Linked DNA regions of Dromaius novaehollandiae: region 2 is linked to region 1. Evidence: chromatin contacts called from public Hi-C data. All regions are on one chromosome and are shown on one strand. The core of a region is the stretch at or near the end of the contact, and the rest is flanking DNA. Distances in the headings are between cores, read along the strand shown. Region 1 holds the start of COL14A1 (collagen type XIV alpha 1 chain). Region 2 holds the start of MTBP (MDM2 binding protein).

Evidence for each region. Hi-C and Micro-C count contacts between places; a contact is called where the count stands out from the background.
Region 2: a Hi-C map of liver shows a contact between it and region 1, with 15 times the contacts expected there. The contact joins the promoter of MTBP here to the promoter of COL14A1 in region 1. A contact is called at or near these places in 3 of 4 Hi-C or Micro-C datasets (brain, liver and ovary).

The regions. Positions count from the first base shown.
Region 1 is chr2:155,800,308-155,806,339 of bDroNov1.hap1, forward strand. It overlaps COL14A1 (collagen type XIV alpha 1 chain), which reads left to right and starts at 3,145. Exons shown (of 45, transcript XM_026110073.2): 1 at 3,145-3,352. LOC135327638 (a long non-coding RNA gene) reads right to left here and starts at 1,554. Exons shown (of 3, transcript XR_010388043.1): 1 at 1,385-1,554.
Region 2 is chr2:155,979,587-155,985,618 of bDroNov1.hap1, forward strand. It overlaps MTBP (MDM2 binding protein), which reads left to right and starts at 3,574. Exons shown (of 22, transcript XM_026110074.2): 1 at 3,574-3,772; 2 at 4,427-4,507. The coding sequence starts at 3,589. It overlaps MRPL13 (mitochondrial ribosomal protein L13), which reads right to left and starts at 3,645. Exons shown (of 8, transcript XM_064507834.1): 1 at 3,564-3,645; 2 at 3,031-3,154; 3 at 2,589-2,641. The coding sequence starts at 3,152.

The DNA of each region.
Region 1 (6,032 bases), core at 1,895-4,394:
CAAAGAAAGGCACTAGAAAAAACATTTCACCAAAAATAACTACGCATTTCAGAAGTAATTTTACTGCATGTTTATATCACAAAATAACTAAGAAATTGTCTTAGCAACTAAAGATAAGAAATTTCAAGAGGCAAGTATAGCTAATATGTTAAATATGGCTTATCACAATTACATTTTCCACAAAAACATTTCTGTTTATTTTTGAGGGGGGATAATACATTCCTAAATCCTTCTCAGATCTCTCAGCATACGCCTTCATAAATCACTTAATTATTACAAGCGTTGACAGACTGATCTTGGCAAACCACCTTCCAAAGAGCATTCTAAGTAGTCATATTTAATAAGAATTGCAAAATTTAAAGCAAAAGTAAGCTGTGCTTTACCTCAGGTTTTACCTTTGTCTTTCTGTGTGTTCTTTAATTCTTTTGATAGCAAAATAAAATTCTGTGAATTTTAATTAGGCTTGAGTGAGTAGTCCTAGTCATGCAAATGGTAGTTTTGTAGTTAAAATTTTCAAATGTAACTCGGCCTTTTGGGCACTCAGGAGGAAGGGAAGAGAGAAAAGGCATTTAAAAAATGTATTTCTCCTTGTAAGATATATTAGCTTAGGAAAAACCTAGTCACCTTTAAAACATCATTGTAATCAAAGACCTGATTAACTTCAAACAATTTCCAATCTAAAGATTTCCCCAAAACTTGGTGCTCTTATTTCCCAAAAAGTTTTGTGAGAAATGGCACAGCAAATAACATTGCATTCATGAATATGTCAGAGAAAATGAGAGAAATAAAAAGGCCATATTCTAAAAAGCAGAGAATCAATAGTTACTGAGTAATTCTTCCCCACAGCCACCAAACATACTAGTTTGGTTTCTGTTCAGTTCCCAGAAATACTGCTTTCCGTGATCCATTACTTGGTTCAATTTTAAAATTAGATATTCAGTCAAGTTCACTTTGAGCTCACTGGTCTGTGCTAATTCTATTCTTTGTGGCACTTGAATTGGATTAGTTCAATTGTTTCGAGTTATGTTTTTAATATAATTCCCATGTAATACTATTTAAATGAATTTTACATGATCTACCCTAGCCAAGCAAAGGATGTTCAATATCTTGTTGGTTAAAATACTTTTAAATGTGACTGTAAATCAGTGTTGCTCTTTTGAAATCAGTGAGGCTTGGCCAATTCAAATTAGTGTAAAGTAAGTTCATGGGCCCAACATATATTTGGTAAATTTACTTACAAAACTCAATAGTTTTTTTCAAAAGCATGGTAAGAAAGAAACATTAGTAAGTCATTTATAAATCAATACAGCTCATACGTTACTTCTGTGATTTTACCCTACTTCCAGATGTGCAGCTTACAACAATTCTTTGGAGGAAGCCATACCTTAATAGGAACATCATTTTCAAAGGGTGTTACAAAACCCAGGATGAAAGAAGCATGATGAGAACCAGTTTTGAACAACATGAGCTCTTCCTTGTAGCTATGCAAGGACTTCTGTGGTGCTTTCCAGAGCAAGCCGAGTACAACTCAACGGCAACAAGCACCATTCACCCTAAAAAGCAAACAATTCCTATAAAAATATTTCTGTAAATTAGGAAAACGAATTGCTGTTAAAAAAATCAGCAGAATTACCCTTGAAATGATGTACTTTGCATAAATGTAAAGGATTTGTTTAATTGCTGATGTAAACACATGGCTCAAAATTACCTTATAAAGTCAGTCAGAGGCTGCAGAGGGTTTCAGTCTGTTTAGTGGCCAGTGGACTCAAGACTTGTAATTGTGGCTCCCAGGACTCTAACTAGGCGCAGCCACAGGATGGTGCTCATGCACTTTGCATAATACATTATTAAAAAACAAAGAGAGAGAGACAGAAACAGGGAATCAGACTCTCCCTTTGGCAAACTGCTCCTTGACTCATCCTGATACACATGAGCCAGCAAGCAGTCATGGATTAGGTTGATTTATCTCTCTACATTCACTAAGTCTTCAGGGGTTTTGCAAATAGACCTATCCATCTGCCTCCTTGTCTTCTAGATACTGTTGTCTAAGCTATATACATAAATTAGGGACTGAAAAGGTAAAAAAGGCATCACATATCAGTGAGCTGAACTTGTTATTACTTCAGATGAATCACGGTCTTGCAAGCTGCTCTCCTCTTGACAGGTACCAAGTGTTGGCCACTGCACACACCTGGCATTACAGGAGAGGACAGGATCTCCTGGATCCCATAGGATCTGGGAGAAAGCCTAAGCCTAAAGTCTTCAGATTGCTTTATGATTTTTAAGCTTTGCTACAGAAAACAGCAGAGCTTAAAGAGTTTCTCTGTAGTTTAACCACTTCTGAGGTTTCAGTAGAAAGATAGCTGAGCACAGTGACTTTGGACAAGAGTCCAGAGGGCTGGGAATCAGACTCAGAAGCTCCCACTTTACAGGGTTTAAGGTCATTACACAACTCGCAAGCATCTCACCGGGACTTAGTGTCCCCCTTCCCTAGAAGTGATCCCTACTTACATTAGCAAAGAGATGCACACCTCTGTTTCACCTATATCTGTTGTTTCTTTAAACACAATCCTTCGGTGATTGCATTACTAACTTTATGCAGATGATCAGGCACACTGGGATGAATAGTTTCACTCCTCTCCCGAATGCTAGGCACGTATAGGCTTCACAAGCAGGAGGCTTAGCTGTAACTTCAGTAGGGTATATTGTAGGGTATAGCATCCTTCCTTGATAGGATATAGATATAGTCTCTGCATATGGCAAAAACGTGCATGTGTACTATGGCACGTTTAATCAAGGTTTATATTAAGCCAGACAAGCACTGGGACACTTTAATAGAAATAATTCCCCGATGAGTCATTAATCTGCATGTTGCAATAACCGGCGGGAGGGATACCTGCAACCCAAGCGGTGCCGCAGAAGAGGCACCTTCTGCATTACTTAAAACTAAGCGAATTAGCAACTCGGGGGAGCGAAAAACGAGTTAAAAGGTAGGAAAACAGAAAAAAAAAGGAGAAGCAAAGCAGAGCACCTGCAGACCTAGCGCTGCCCCCCCCGCCCCCCCCCCCGCCGGCAGCGCTGGGCGAGTCGCTCGGACGTCAGCGCTCGCTCGTGCCTCCTTTCCCCCCTTCTCCGCACCTTCCCTCCCTAACCGCCCGCCTCCTTTCCCTGCCCGCTCGCCTTATCGGATGCAGGGGAAGCGCCGCCGGAGCGGTGGGCAGGCAGCCTTCCCCGCGGCACGCTGACACCCACCGCCCGCCAGCGAGCCAGCGAGCGGCGCGCACGGCACGGCACGGGACGGCACGGGACGGGACGGGACGGGCCGCGCCGGGCGCCGCCGATGCCCGCGCAGGTCGGTGTGCGGCTCCCTCGGGGCGGCGGGCGGGGAGCGGCCGGGCCCCCCCGCGGCGGCTCTTCGCCACCTGCAGAGCCGGCGGGCGGCTGCTCCCCGGGGAGGGGGGCGAACTGCTGGAGAGGGTGGGGGGAAGCGGAGGCGGCGGGGGGAGCCCTCGCAGAAACGCGTGCGGAAGCGGCGCTTCCAAAAAATAACACGAGTTTTTTAAAAAAGTCTTAAAACAGGGGGTCTCGCTGCTGCCCGCCGCGGCCGGGGGGAGCGCGGCGTCGAGGCGGCTCGGCTCTGCCGGTGCCTCTCTCCGGCGCCCGGAGCGCGTCGTTCAGCGGCGCCGGGGCTTCGTGGGGGCGGGAAGCGCTTGCGGGGGGGTAGGGAGACCCTGCGCCTCACGCGGTGCTGCCCCTCGCCGTCCCCTTAACTTCTAAAGGGGGGGGGGGGGAGAAACGCGCTTCCACCCTGGCGGCTTTCGGTTGTTTGCCCGGGGCAGCTTCGCGGAGAGGATCGGGGGGCTGCGGCGGTGGCGGCGCCCCCGCGGCAGGGGGAGGCGCGGAGCCACTGGGGCTGCAGGTGGAGGCCCCCGCCGCCGCGGGGGGGGGTGTGTGGGGGGGAGGGCAGCGGCCCCGCTGGCGCCGCGGCGTGTTGCGGGGTGCGGAGCGCCGAGCGCGGCTGCAGGGCGGCGCCGCCGCCTTTCCCGCCCTTTCGCCCCGCGTGGGGGCGGCGCGGCGCGTGAGGCGGCCGCGGCCACGCCGGGCCCTCGAGGCAGCGGCGGCGGGACGGGGCAGACCGCGCTCTTCCCCCGGCCCGAGCAGCCCGTGCCCGTTCGCAGGCTGCGGGTCGGCGCTGGGTCACGTTCTTCCATAATAAACATAAAATAAGAGAAATAACCCGTGTGTCTTCTTTCGGGGACGGGCGCCCCGGGCTGTGCGGAGGCCGTGGTGCTGGGGGAGCGCGGCCTCGTGCCCGGCGCCCCACTGGGGGCTCTCCTGGGCCGTGCCTAGGTTCAGCCACGATTGCCGTCTTGGAAACGCTGGAAATCGCCAACGCGTGACAAAGCCTTGGGTGTAGGACATGTCCCACGTTGCCTCTGGGCTGGGTCACGCAGTTTCTTGCCGTTAACAGGGACCTGGCAAGGGGGCATTCCTCCAGCAGACCCCACCGGCGGCAGGGAGGGTGGAGGCTAGTCTCCTCTGCGGCTGGGGGTCCGCAGAGGCGCGTTCACCCCTCCGCAGAAGGTGTCTGTGTGGATGGATGCCCTGTGGAGGCCTGGCCTGGCGAGGAGGGGAGGGGAGCCAGGCTGCTCTAGCACTGTGGGCGCCTGGCTTGGGAGGGCAGGCTGGACAGTGGGCTCTGCTGCCAGGGCTATTTTGTCGGATAAGTACTTGGTAAAATAATTATGAAAAGTGATACACAGTATAAAGGAGCGGGATTAGGGTATTTCTTCTCATTCCCTGGTGTCCTCAGCCACAAGGTGGCTGCAGACTCATGGTTGCCTCTGTGTTCCTCTGAAGTGAGCCTTGAAGCGCAGTCACGTGCAGGTTGTTTTTTATCTAGTGCCAGTTATGTATGTGTCGGTAAATCTTACCTTCTCCAGTGGATCTTCTCTAAAAGGAGAAGTGGAGAGTGGCTTTACCCAAGATTGCCAGTCAGGTAGTGTTTATAGCACCTCTTTGGAAGGAGGGCTTACATCTGCTCCAGCAGATTGGGAACTGAGGCACCACTGTGAGTGAATATTTCAGTGTCTAGACTATTACATGGAAAGAAATCTGCACATCTTCAGTGGTGGCTTCAGTGAGCCATATGTTGTTCTTTGAAGGCTCCACATTTGCCTGCTGCAGGTTGTATTCCTGAGCAATGGGAGAATCCTCTATCCCCAGTGTAAGATATACAAGGGGTGCTATTTAAGACTTACGTCTCTTTATTTTTCTTATTGCCTGTCACTAGGCAACTGGCTGTTGACTGTGCTGGCTAGTTTGGATGAAGTCCTTGGATGCCTGACTTTCTGTGTTGGATGTATTAGGCAGCCTGGTTTTCTGAATCGCGTCTGGAGGACGTGTCCCTAAGAACTGGGCATAGCAATACCTAAGCTTTAGGTGCATAGTGTCCGTGTTGGATCTAGCACTTTGCCTCTGTTTTAAGAGATTTATGCTGTAAGAAATGGATCCAAAAATATATGTAAGTACTGTGAAACTTGGTGATACATTGTCTAAATGTTAGATAACCTCCTGTATGAGTTGAGTTCGAAATGACTTAAGTGCCCTGTATTTTTTTTAAGTGGCACATTAGGCATTGATGACTGGGATTTGCAACAGTAAACCTAGAAAATGCTTGGACAGAGAAGGAGGTGTTGGTCTCATCTTATTTGGTTAATAGTGGTTGATATACTTCAATCCACATTTTATATTCTTAGGTAGTGGTTAGACCATTTGCTCTATGCCTTCCTCAGAAGACAAGAAAAACAGGGAAGGTCAGTTCAATCGTGGTATCTTAGGGATATTGGATAATTTAATTTGCCAGTAAAATACCAACAGGAGAGGGCAGCAAAAATTCTTCCTCCTACCCTAGAAAATAGACTAAAGACAGTGCAATAAAGTTGGATAATAGATAACTATTCAAACTTTTTCAACATCATGCTGTATGAACATATTGATATATCTTGCGAGATGCTTCTATATATGTTAAA
Region 2 (6,032 bases), core at 2,324-4,823, 180 kb after region 1:
TCATTCCCACATGCAGTACCATATTAAAAACTATGCAAGTATTTGAAGAGGCTTTATCGATGAAAGCATTTTTGAATAACTGATAAACAAACCAGCTACACTAAAATGCACTTAAAACTAGGCATGCACTTTTTATAACTGCCTGTAATTCATCAGTGCAACTTTCACATACTGTTTAAGTTTTCTACCCTTTCACAATCTTGTGTTCCTTTACAGCCCTACTCCCGACTACAGTTACGCTGCAAGCACAGCAGCACAGCTTCAATTTGTCTTTTGTGACGCAGCCATTCATCACGGGCAGATCACTTCTAAAAAGAAGTTTGTGTATAAACGAATTTGATAGGGAGCTGAGATCTGATTAGACTTTGCGCATTTTTTGGTTTCTTCTTTAGTTCGGAAGATGACAGAACAGGTGAATCTAAAGTAACTCTTGCCAACAGTTCTCCACTCAAATAAATACTGAATTAACAATTCTGTACACTGACAGACCAGTTATGATCAATAAAGAGCCAACAGAAAGATTAACTGGGATACATGCACCCTATGTGAATAGTGAGTGCAACCTGTTCTCTTTAAAGTAGATCAAGTTTACGTATACCTCAGGTCTCCTTTGAAATTTCAAGTTAATATATTATTCTCCACTTGTTTTTAAAACAGTGTTGCTCCCACCACCTCAGGAATGGCTGTACTCAATAAGAAGAAAGTAAAAAAAACTTACTGTATGCAAAAACACAGTCAAATTGCATCCTATTTTTGAAAAACATTCAAAAAATCATGCAAGAAAACTCTTCTTTCAGAGTATTTTCACACCATAATATTGAATTATTCTTTTATAAAGTATACTTTCTCAAAAAATACACAAAAACAAGGCCAGTACATCTTATTATGCTACATATTATTTGTTACATATAGCACGTTTTGTACCTCCTCAGGTGAAACACTATGTAAGCCACTACAGTAATTCCATTCTATATCAAGAAAAATAATTTTGAAAGTGAAGGTTTATAAATTTTCAGTAATTCTTATCTCACAGTAAAAAACACATGATTCAGGTACATACATTTTAATCAAGGACTAAATTCTGATCGAAGGCAGGCACCACACTGTCAAATGCTGACAACCTACATGCCAAATTTTTCATTTTAAAGGAAGTCTTAGCTTATAATGCCTGGAAGAAAAGTTAACATTCCAAACTAGAGTGACACCTGCACTAGATCTGGCTTGTAGAACACTTCATCCAGCCTAGTCTTCTCCTTCAAGGATGCAGAGATCAGTCATTTAAGCAGCAAATACTGCCCAAACAACGTAACAGGTTCATCTGTGCTTACTGACAATGCAATATAAGGAACCAGGCTGTCCATATTTTGGCAAATCTGGCTCACCTAGCTACTATTTCTGATTCTGTATTGTCAAGCTGCTCAAAAACATAGGATGCAAGGGAAAGAGTCAAGGTGGAGAGAAGGAATCATGCAGAAGAAATCTGAAAGTCTAGGTCCAAACCCCACAAATGACAAGCTGCATCACCTTATTTAAGCCATACGGTTCAGCAGCATCTAAAAGCGTGATACTTCAGAGAACAATGGAAGACTACCCTTAAAACAGAAGGTAAATGTAATCAAATTTCTTTCCTTCCCTACCCATAGCTTAAGTTTAGTTCCCCATACTTTTCAAAACAATAAGTGAAATAATGGTTTTGTAGAATAATCATGTCCTTGTACCTAATTAAAAAAAAAAATCTGTGTTATTCCATCTAAGGAACTGTTCTTTCATAGATATTAAAATATTTCTTGCTAGTTTGAAATAACCTGTTGAATACATCAACCGCAAATTCACATATACTCTACTCTCTTACAGAGTACAAACTGTCTCTTAATAGTAGCAGTCTGTCAACATCAATACTGGATATTAATCTCTACTTTCATATTTCATAAGTACACTAAATAGGTATAATGCATTTGGTACTGATTTATGGAATGCTTTAGACCAAATAGAGTCATCCTTGAAATAACTTTCCAGGATTTTATAATTTAAAGAATATAAAAGCAAATGATGAAAGATCTTCTCCAGAGGACAATAAAAAACATTTCCTCCCACTGTCTGCTTTAATTTTTAAACAGCCTTAGTCTCCAGTGACATCTTGTGGATAAAAAACATTTTGCGGAAGTAGAATTTGTGTTTTTAAATAATCTTGAGAACACTACGTATAATACCTTTTATTTTGAAATTCAGAAAAAGACTAATTTTATGATGTACATTCTACATGTAGGAGCTGAAGTTTAATGCTTCACTTCTGTTTCAGTAACATCTCTTCAAAAGTTTGCATGAGCATTACAGCGAATATTATACCATCAATTTTAGTATTTTGAGTAAGGATCACTTTTTTACTACTTATCACAGTGTGGAAGACACTATGGTAGCACAAATAATACACAAGATCAAAGACAAAGTCTTTACTGTGGAATCTTCTAATTAGGAGATAACCAAAACAAACTTTTCATTTAAACAGAAAGATATCTTTCAACAACGATCACATCTACCATTTGGAAATCACATACAGGTCCCAGGCTTCTCAAGAATACAGGACTTACCTGCACCTTCTGCAGAATTAAGAGTCGCTCCAAGATTCTGTGGTGTTTTGCAGCTATACATTGAAAAGTGTTATTCAGGACCTTTAAACAAGACTCACACCATCGTTTTGTTATGTGTGCTGAAAGCTAAATCTTTATGTTTACAATAAATGAAAAGAAACACATTTCAAGCTTTTAAGAAAATGGGAGCACAACGGCACTGTAATACAATTATTAAGAGGAAATAAATAAGTAAATAAACAAAAATAAGCTTTATATGGGTTGGCCAAAACGGTAACATAAGGCTGTGGAGAGGAATAAAGGCCAAAGGCGAGAGGGAAAACGGAGACTTCTACAAAGGCTTGAAAAATGTAACCTTATAAATCAGGCTTGATTTTAAAACCGAAATCGAAAGAAGCAGAGGAAGGAAAGCAGGATTGCTTCTGCCTACGGCCATACTCACTGAGCGCGTGATAGATGGGCTTGTGCCTGCCTTCGAGCCTCACCGCGGTCACAGCCGCGATCTTCCCTGGCGGCTGCATCTTCGCGTCCAGGAGGTACCAGGCCCGGGCGAAGGTCGCCCATTGCTGAGGGGAACGAGACGCTGGCTTAACGAACGCGCTACCATAAATAAATGCCCGAGCAGATCAACGCGTCTTTGGCATTTCAAGATACAATAAATACTCGATCACACCCTCTCTGAATAAATTCGCAAGGGAAAAGGCTATTATGTATTGTGATTGATATATTTATTGCATCACACTAAGTTATAAGTGCTTATAACAGTGATAATAACAGTATGAAGCTAACAACTCTGGGCATTTGGGGGGGGGGGGCAGAAACGGAGCCCTCCTGCCGCCGGCCTGCATCATGCCCCCGCCCCCCTCCGCGAGGGGCACAGCCCGCCCTCGAGCCCCGCCGCGCACCGCGGGGGCACCGCGCCGCGCCGGGCCCGCTCCCGCTGGCTGCGCCCCGAGGCGGCAGGGCCGCGCTCACCTGGGCCGCCTTGGTGAAGCTGGCCATGGCGGCCCGCGCCGGTGGAGGAAGCGCCCCCGGCAGCGGGAAGCGGAAGCGCCGCGCCGTGAGGGGCGGTGCGAGGGCAGCGGCGCGGGCGGTTGGAGCGGCGACCGCCATGGACCGCTACGTGCTGCTGCTGCGCTGGGAGGAGCGCCGGGCCGGCGGCGCGGCGGCTGCGCCCGCAGCAGGTACCGCCGCGGGCGGGGGGTACACGGCGGCGGCCGCCACCGCCGCGCCATCGCCCCTCCGCGAGGCCGGGGGGGGCGTTGGGCCGCGCCGAAAACGGCCGCGAGCGAAGCGCCGCGCGGTGAGAAAGGGCTGCGCGTTAAGGCCGGGGACACCGCCGCCTCGGGGGGCGCGGGGCGTCGCGGCCCGAGTCACTGGGGCTTAATCCGGGGGGCTGGTGCCTTCGGCTCAGAGACACCGCGGCCTGTTTGACGAGGGCTTTTGTTTTTTAAGGTTACTGGTCTAGGACCCGCACTCAGATCATGCTGGCTCCGCTTTAGCTTTTTCTTGATTTCTACCGTATTAAAGCCATTTTCTGTCAGAGTAAGGGCCTCTAATGACTTAAACCCTCAAAAATTCAGTATTTCTGTGTCTTACTGCAACATTGACATTGGCTGTGTGGAACATTCCAGAGACGTGCGAGAGTTTAACTAGGTTCTTTGAAGCTTTGCCGCTTGGGCCTCCTGAGAAATCCGTAGTTGACATAGATGTTTACATCGATGTTTTGATTAAAACTGAACTTGTAATATTAAACTGCAGTTTACACTCCATATGCAAGAAACCAAGATTTTACTTTTGTAATGGAGTAGACTGAAGAAACGCTTTTTTTCTTTCAGGTGCGACTGCTGCGAACATTTATGATCTCCTGAAAGAAAACTGTAGCTCATCTGTAAATGCAGATGCAAGCACGTTCCCAGGTAAGTATAGCAGCGTGCAGTAGTGTGAGACAAACATCATTGAGGTCTTGTCCTAGGCAAATTTTTACATCTGGATGAAATAAGTCAAAAACTTGAAGTAACTGGCAGTTTCTGCAGTATGGCTAAACCTGCAGGCGGGGCTGCTGTCGCTACTTCTGTTTTTATAGAGAACTGACTTACCTTCAAGAACCGAATGGTTAGGAAATGGTTAAGTGTATTGGACACCAGAAATGAAAGTAAAGCTACTGAGAGGTTGGCTTTCTGACAAATTTCAATACACTTTTACACCAAGTAAGAGTAGAAAAGGGCTTGCTACCCATGTGGGAGTTGATATTTTCATGCCCAAGTTTTTTGTTGCTCCTGTGATTTCATCCCAGATTCATAATTATATTTTGTGTCTAAGCTTATTTCAGTGAAGACAACATTTGTCTATTGAGTAAGCATTCAAAAGCCTCATTAATGAACATTTATTAAATATTTTTATCTTCTTAGAAGAGATTTCCAAAGACCTGCTTTGGTGCATTTATTTGTTTTTTTTAATAATTGTAGTATTTTCTTAGTTTGAAAATTAACTCATTAGTTCCTCACTTGGTTTGGATGTCTAGTGTTGGGCTATTAATGGTCACCTCACTGTCACAGCTGTCATCTAATCGTGATCCCTGTGAGGAAACCAATGACTTCATTAAGGCGGGAATGTTGTGGTTTTTTCTACTTCTGTGCTTTTATTTCACAAAAATGTTGAGAAGGCATCAGACAGCATCTCAATTTGTGAACTGTGTTAACCATATTTCTGAAAGTTGTGGTTCAGTTCAGGTATCCTGCAGCTTCTGGAAGTGAAGAGCATTATTGCTCAAAGTGGAGTAAAGATCAAAAACTTTCTTACCTATTAACAAAGAGGTTCATTAATAGTTAGACACTTAGCTAGAACTTAATATACTTCGACCTTAATTATGATGTCAAAAGAAAGTAGATCTTACGTCATTGTGGCACATTAAAAACTTTGAAAAATATGTAAGATGCAAATGTGGTATTCTGGTGTTGATCGTTCAAGTTCAATCCGTTCAGATCAGGAATTCTGTGAAAGTTTAGCTGAATTCTAGGATTTTCAGTCCTAGCTGACGTTTGTATAGGTAATCTTTTTTTGTGCATGTTTTCATCCTCTGTTCCGAACCATTCAGTTTAGCTTGATATGAATGGAAATGGCAGTGGTCTTAAATGGGAAATCTACTGTGCGCTTGCTTCTTTTGTTGACTTTCTATAACCAATTTAGGCAATAGTAGGCATAACCATGTAACATAGCTAGGTATTTAATTTAAAAAGTGGTTGAGATTATCAAAAATAAACTGTGACAATACCATCTATGGTCATTCCTCCTTACGAGTTTCATTAATAAGGAAAAAATCTGGAGTTTTTCTGAAAATCCATATACAGTTTGACTGAGTTTCCTCAATTTCTTGTTGGCACAGTGCAGTAAGATCACCACTAAAATGATTCATTGGAATTCTTTCAACAGAGACAGTAATTA